2 separate regions of the Danio rerio genome follow, and region 1 is linked to region 2. Evidence: chromatin contacts called from public Micro-C data. All regions are on one chromosome and are shown on one strand. The core of a region is the stretch at or near the end of the contact, and the rest is flanking DNA. Distances in the headings are between cores, read along the strand shown.

The links. Hi-C and Micro-C count contacts between places; a contact is called where the count stands out from the background.
Region 1: a Micro-C map of caudal fin shows a contact between it and region 2, with 5 times the contacts expected there. The contact joins the promoter of slx4ip here to the enhancer-like site in region 2. A contact is called at or near these places in 2 of 18 Hi-C or Micro-C datasets (caudal fin and embryo) and 1 of 4 datasets of contacts at active chromatin or transcription factors (caudal fin).

The regions. Positions count from the first base shown.
Region 1 is chr13:38,929,921-38,933,726 of GRCz12tu, forward strand. It overlaps slx4ip (SLX4 interacting protein), which reads right to left and starts at 1,978. Exons shown (of 12, transcript NM_200411.1): 1 at 1,743-1,978; 2 at 1,593-1,652. The coding sequence starts at 1,619. It overlaps mkks (MKKS centrosomal shuttling protein), which reads left to right and starts at 2,250. Exons shown (of 5, transcript NM_200165.1): 1 at 2,250-2,310; 2 at 3,678-3,806. The coding sequence starts at 3,685.
Region 2 is chr13:38,285,662-38,289,029 of GRCz12tu, forward strand. All of the region lies in intron 6 of sptlc3 (serine palmitoyltransferase, long chain base subunit 3), which reads right to left. Among named protein-coding and RNA genes, the nearest start is that of sptlc3, 27 kb to the right of the region's middle. Within about 2 kb of position 1,935, at least 6 of the 62 cell types and tissues checked have an H3K27ac peak or open chromatin away from gene starts, as enhancers often do. A contact at or near this core is called in caudal fin, where this site is marked.

The sequences.
Region 1 (3,806 bases), core at 728-3,227, 640 kb after region 2:
AACGTTACCAGATTACCCTAATTTGCACCAGTGCTTTTGCACCTTATCATCAATCTGCTTGTTTATGAGCCAAACTGCCGTAGTTTATGCAATTCTTTGATATTATGAAAATTAGGTGATTATTTACCCTGTTTGGTAAATCTGGCCCAAACATTTCAAAGAATTGTCCTAAGCAGCACGTGCATCATATATTAAGTGTTCCCAAGATATATAATAGAGTTTGGTAAAAGAAAATATAATATAATATTTTATATTTTTTCCCGAATTTCTGTTTAATGGAAATAAAAATTTTCTTTCAACACATTTCTAAACATAATAGTTGTAATAACTAATTCCTAATAACTGATTTTTTTTATCTTTACCATCATGCCAGTGAATATTTTACTAAATATTTTCCAAGATACTAGTATTAAGGTTAAAGTGCAATATAAAGGCTTTACTAGGTAAATTAGGTTAATTAAGCAAGTCATTGTATAACAGTGGTTTGTGCTGTAGCCAATCAAAACAAGAGGGCAAATAATTTTGATCCTAAAATGTTAATTTAAAAATAAATAAATAATAAAACTGATTTTATTCTAGCCAAAATAAAACAAATAAGACTTTCTCTAGAAAAAAAAAAAAAATATATATATATATAGGAAATACTTTGACAAATGCCTTGCTCTGTAAAACATAATTTGCCAAATATTTGAAAAGAAGAGTCACAGCAGGGCTATTATTTTTGACAGAACTCCAAACATTAGCTCACCCTGGTCTTTGTAGCTGACTATGTATGCAACTCACCCACACAAAAAAAACACAAGTTTTGAGAAATCAAGACAAATACAACTACGACAAAACAAAATCCACAAACTTTTTTCTCTGAGCTAACTATACCCTCTGTCTCAACTCCAAGTCACAAATCAGAAATACCTGAAGCTTTCAAAAACAGAAAAACTCATTTTTTTCAGAATTTATTATTTATTTTTGTTTCAACGATCTCTTAAGCATTGAATACACTCGTTTCTTTAGGTTTATCATAATTTATTATATGGAAGCCATAATCTTTGGTAAATCACAGTAACGACTTAAAAATTCAAAATCATGATAAACAATTTGTCACCTTAGAATTATAAGGTTCTACCTGACATTTTTGTCCAAATTGAGATATTCATATATTCTTATTAAATGACAACTTATTTACATTATGGGATGTTTTTTTATTATTGTTTACATTTTAAGCCTTTTTATAAAAAATAAAAAAATGTTACACACATACTGTTTGCTATTCAGTGCAAAAACTTTAAAGCTCAATACCTCAAAATCATTCAGAACGCAGACAGAAACTTGGACATAACTCCAAGGTTACGAATTCTAAATTATGATGATATGAAGATAATCATGATCACTGCATAAAGGGTAACAACACATTCATAAAACAATAAGGCTGGCATAACGACATACATTTGTAAACATTCAGACACAAAACGTCAAAATTGTGAAATTACAGCTTCGATTTCATTTGTCTCAACCACTAATTTTACAATTACTGTAAAAATAAAACACAAAAGCAACGAAGATTCTAAGATAAACTGATAAAATGAAAAGTTTACCTTGACCACAAATTTCGAGGGCTCCATCCTGTTCAAATTCAGTCGTTAGATTTCCCCCATCTAGATAAACACAAATACTTTTTATTTATTGCTGATATTTTGAGCATTCAGTGATGAACGTCAAGTCATTAGAGTGAAGCAGCTACTCACGTGTTTGGATTGTGACAGATACAAGTCAAATTCAAAACACAAAGCAGAAGGGCGATTATGCGGCACTCAGACCTGGCTTACAATATACATGGGTTATTTGAATGTAACGTACAATAAATATTTAACATGTTTAATCACAATTTAGTCGAGAATGACAATAAAATAGCCGCAATGAACGAAACTTTAATCTCCCGCCGATGGTTTGAAACATGCCCTGTGTCACGTAAGGACCCCAGCGCTACCAGTTGTCATAGAGACGTAGCCGGATGTAGGAAGCTATATTTTTGCCAGACAGCGGTGATTGCTATTTTACGTAAATTGTGAAATATCCTGAACGATATATCTCAGCTTACATAAAAGGACACAAAACATGAATAGCGCTTGCTGTTCATAATTTAACCATTAATTTATCCATTTATTTTGTAAAACACTTTTTAACTGGCATAGTTTAGTTACTCTATGAGATCATGTGCAGCACATAAACACCATCTGCCTGGTTTGTGCGGTACGGTTTAATGTTCCTTTGGCTGTTCTTTCTTCAGTTAGTTAAGATATAAGCTGAATTTTGGTATGTATGACGCTAAATATGCGCGTTTTATAAGCTATTAGGTTTGTTATTAGTTGTTATATGAAAGAAGATATTGCTATTAAGTAAAAGATAAGTGTAGTAACGCTATGTTATAATGAGTGGTTAAAGTACAATACTTTGTAGACTACAAATAAAATGTACTGACCTCATAATAAATAACCACATAACACTATCTGAATTATTATAACCAAAGACTTTAAAAGATACTTTGTTATAACGTAACTATTTAGCCGTTTATAATATTTATAATATTAATATTTTGGAACTTTGTTTTTTTAAACAAAACCATATTTATATCAGCAACATCTCGTGAGCAAATTAAAGTCGTAAATATTTTCAACGTTACCATGATTTTACCATGTTATTACTACATATATGACCTTTTGTTAACTTATAAACAAGTTGCTAACTATAAACAGATGCAAAATAAATTTTGATAAGAATCAAATTGCCTTAGTGTATTATAAATTATTTAATATGTTAATGTAAATATTGAAATAGTATAATTTAATATCTCATCAAAAATAATCACTTAATATTTCATATGTAAGATTTTTTTTTTAAAATGCACATATATTCCAATGAAATAAATAGATAATAACTAAAGATTGCTCAAAAACTGTCATAATGTATGAAACATAAATAATTATTTAGATGAAAAATTGCAAAAATGAATTCCCTCACTGAAAACAATGCATTTTTAGACATTTTTATTTATCTGGTTCAGGTTAAATGGTTCCAATTGTGTTATGATTGTTAAATATTGTTTTGTCATTTAAAATAACTAGTGAATGGCAACAGTCATAGGACGTTATATATACAGTTACCTATAGGTTGGGCCAGACAGAATTTGCGGACATTTTTAGCTATTTCTGCACAGAAAATGTTTAAATTTAAAAGATTTTGGGAGTATCATTACTGAAACTTGATATATGAAATAAAAAATAATACCTTTTAAACTTTTATTTAATGTATACAACGCAAATCCAATTAGATCCACTTAATTAGTAAAATAAAGCGAGTACAATACAATACAATACAATACAAACTGTATTGTAAATTAATCATAAGAACATTTTCATATTAGTCAATAATATTACTTTAAATTCATTAACATTAATTTAAATACTGAATAAATATAAATTTACACACTTTTACTCAAGTAAATATATAGACGCAACCATGGGCTAAAAATCTGCGTGCACAGATTCTGTGTGGGCCTACCTATAGGTATTCATATACCAGTTTAATCAATACTTAACCTTTTCTATAATACTATATACATACCATCTATTCTTGTCAAAGTAACTGACCTACATTGATTTAGCCAATTTTTTCAAATTAAGCCACAGCATGTCTCGCATTAGTAAGAAGAAGCCAGCATTATGCACAGACGAACCTCTTTCCAACAGTACCATCTGCCAAAAGATCACTCTATTAAGAAACATACTCAGCACAGCCTATGGACCTACCGG
Region 2 (3,368 bases), core at 685-3,184:
AACTCACTTAAAGGTGCTGTTTGTAAGTTTTTGACTCTTCTAAAGCATACAAATACCATAATATGTTTGCAGATATTTAAAAAAATAACATGCTAGGAGAACATTCTTGTTTGTCTGAAAAACAATGCTAAAAATCAGGTATTCTGCTTTGAAAATAGGCAATCCGTGCCAGAACGCTGTCTTTGTTTTGGCTCTTTGACTAGCCCAATGCCAGTTTAGCCAATTATATTTCAGCACCCCAGGTTGCCTTGGTGGAAAACCACATATTTCATTAAATCATTCAGATAGACTCTGAAAGCATGCGTACCTGACTGAAATGCGACCTCCAGTGGACAGTAACAGGCTCCGAAATGCGATGCAAATTTAGAGTTCCACATAAGGTCATTAATAAGCAAATAATATAAATATTACCAACATAAACATTAGGTGAGCAGGTTACATTGTAACCCCGTGTCAAAACATGCTATGTGACAAGATTTGCAGTGATAAGCAATTTGGCACCAGACGAAACACGACAGGCATTCAGAAGCACAGAATATGCACTCACTCATGAAATAGTAAAGTGTATAGTCTAATTAATAAATATTAAACCTCTTTAACATTATTAAATGTACATATGTTGGTTTTGAGTCATTGTTCTAAAGTTGAATTTTAAACGATTTATTTTATTTTCAAGATCTGAGGTAAACCATCTGCTGCTGCTTTCAGTAATATGGCAATAAATGTAATGTAAAATGCATTCAAACTCGCATTGAAAGCATTTAACACTGAATGAAGCACATGAGGTGTACCTGAGGTGATCATTGTTTTCTGCTGTTCAGCTGCAAGAAACAGAAGCCGTTTCTAAAATATCAATTTGAGGTGTTGGTTAGAACAAAAACTCTTTTTAATATGGAAAATATTGCTTCTTTTGCGTGCTGTTGCTTTATTTAGAACACGATTTAAATCAGCCTTTAGGTTCGATAGTCAGACTCACTCCTGTTGGTCAATCTGGCAACCTGCGCTTCCTTTGTTTTGATCCAGGAATGTAATACCTAGTTTAACCACTGTGTGTCAAACTTACATATAGCACCTTTAATTTTGATGATGTAAAGAAATTGTAAAAAATGTCTCATCTAAAAAATGCTGCTTGATTTAAGAATTGTTTGATATTTAGACAAAACCTCATCGACCTAAGTCATCAAAATAGTTGTTTTTTTGCCTTAGAAAATCTAAACTTAACACCCTATTGGCAAAAAAAAGCTTGTCTTAATAAAAAAAACTTAATTTAGTTTTTTTTTCTTGTCTAGAAAATGTTGCTTGATTTAAGAACTTTAAGATATTTGGGCTACAAACAAGTCAAAAACTCAAATTTATAAAAGCATATTTTGCCATGCAGGACTACATTGGTGTTTGCTAATCCATGTATTCAAAACCTGAATTGAATATGTCACTATTCCCAGAGTAGGACTAAAAAAAAAAAAAAGATGTCAAATATATACAAAATAGTTGCCCTACATCACCAAAATAAGTCTAAATAGCTGTTTGTGTATGTGGAAGAGTGTTTCTTTATCAGGTAAATTACTTGAATTCAATGATCTGATTTATTACAGCATGAACTTGCATAAAACAAACATTAACCGAAGCTAAATTGCATCTTACTGCAAAAAAACCTTTCCAATAATTGTATCCTAGGGGGAATGACTGGCAAAGCCTGAAGCATTGAAGGAAAGGGAAATAAATTACAATGATTAATAGTGATGTTATGTGAAACCGAGTTCTAATTGCACACTGGGATATTCAAGGGCACTATTATTGGTTGGTCCCATTTATTGTGTAGGCCCAAATGCATGAGTGCATTATGTAAATAAGCCCAAAAACACATTATAAACAACTAGCCCAAAGCTTCTAATAAACAGACATTGTAATGTTACAAACTGGCCAACAGATGGCAGAGTTGAACTACAAACTGGATTCTGACCTGTGTCACATCCTGGTCTCATTCCTCCACTTTTACCCTACAAACTTCTCCCCTTCCCTTCTATCTCCATGAATATAAAGTGACAAAAGGACCAAAGAAAAGGCTGTTCCATATAGTGTCTCATTAAAGTGGCCTCATTTCAAACAGGTGGACATATTTAGGCCAGTGAAGGCCAATGTGGACACAGCCTGCTTTCTTTATCCACGCAGTCCTGAAATACACTCACCTAAACAAAGCTTTCAGGCCAAGAACAACGTGAATAGGAAGAGTGACACGTGAAATCGGAAGGTGTGTGGGCCTAAATGTCAAACTCTGCCTTTGTTTACATTTGTTATGCTGTCATGCAGGTTGGCTATGGACGTTTGGAGTCAAAACTTTTTGGTGTGCAGTGGAAACCCCCCTACTCACTTCAAAATGTACGTTACTCAAAACATTTGAAGTGAAATGACAAAATTTGATTTTAGGTTTTTTATTTTTAAAATGCTCAATTCTTTCCTTCACCAAGTTCTTATATAATTAATGAAGCAACAAAGCTAAAACAAAGGCCCTCTCCGAATATTCTGTGTCTGCAGCACATTTAGGGAATTTAAAGGTTCAGCGAAATTAAAATCTAAAACATGAAATCTCTTTTAACATCTAAAACGTTTTTGGATGTTAGTATCAGTATGTTAGTCTACAAGGATCTCTTCAAGCTATCCTCATACGTCAGTTTTTATCAAATATTGACCAATCAAATGCACTCTACTATCTGTCATGTCCCACCCCCTTTAAGACGCTTCTCATTTGCTTTTCATTTGATGAGCTTAAGCTCAACCACTTACACTGGCAAAGCTGTGATAAAACGCTATTGGCTGTTTTATTTAAAAGAGGAGGAGCTGTTCAATGTCAATCCAATGGGTATAAGCAGACACCAACAAGAGAAACTTTAAAAAAAATGCTATAGTCTGCTTCTGATTATGTATCTTCCAGCAGGATTAATGTCAAGTTCCATCTTTTGACTTCTGAACATTACGCACTTATCTACAAATGATGGATAACACTCAAAGTAAACATTTAAGGGAAAGTTCATCTAACAATGAAATTGTGCTGTTAATACCCTCAGGGTATTCAAAATATAGGTCACTAACTGTCTTTCGAATATAACAATTATACAGTTGAAGATTTTTAGCTTAAACTAGTCCTCTGTGATTCATAAAATATAAGTCAATGGCTACCGTCACGTTAGCTTAAAGGTGATAATTTTGTAAATAACATTCAGTTTATTTAACAGACTGACTGTTTCGCTTAAACCCATCCATCTAAGTCTGGTCTATAACTGCTGTGCACTCAGTTAGAATGTTTTGCACTTGAGCGCCACCAAGTAGTGTTTTACTGTAAAAGCTCTCGGCATGTGATCAAAAAGCATATC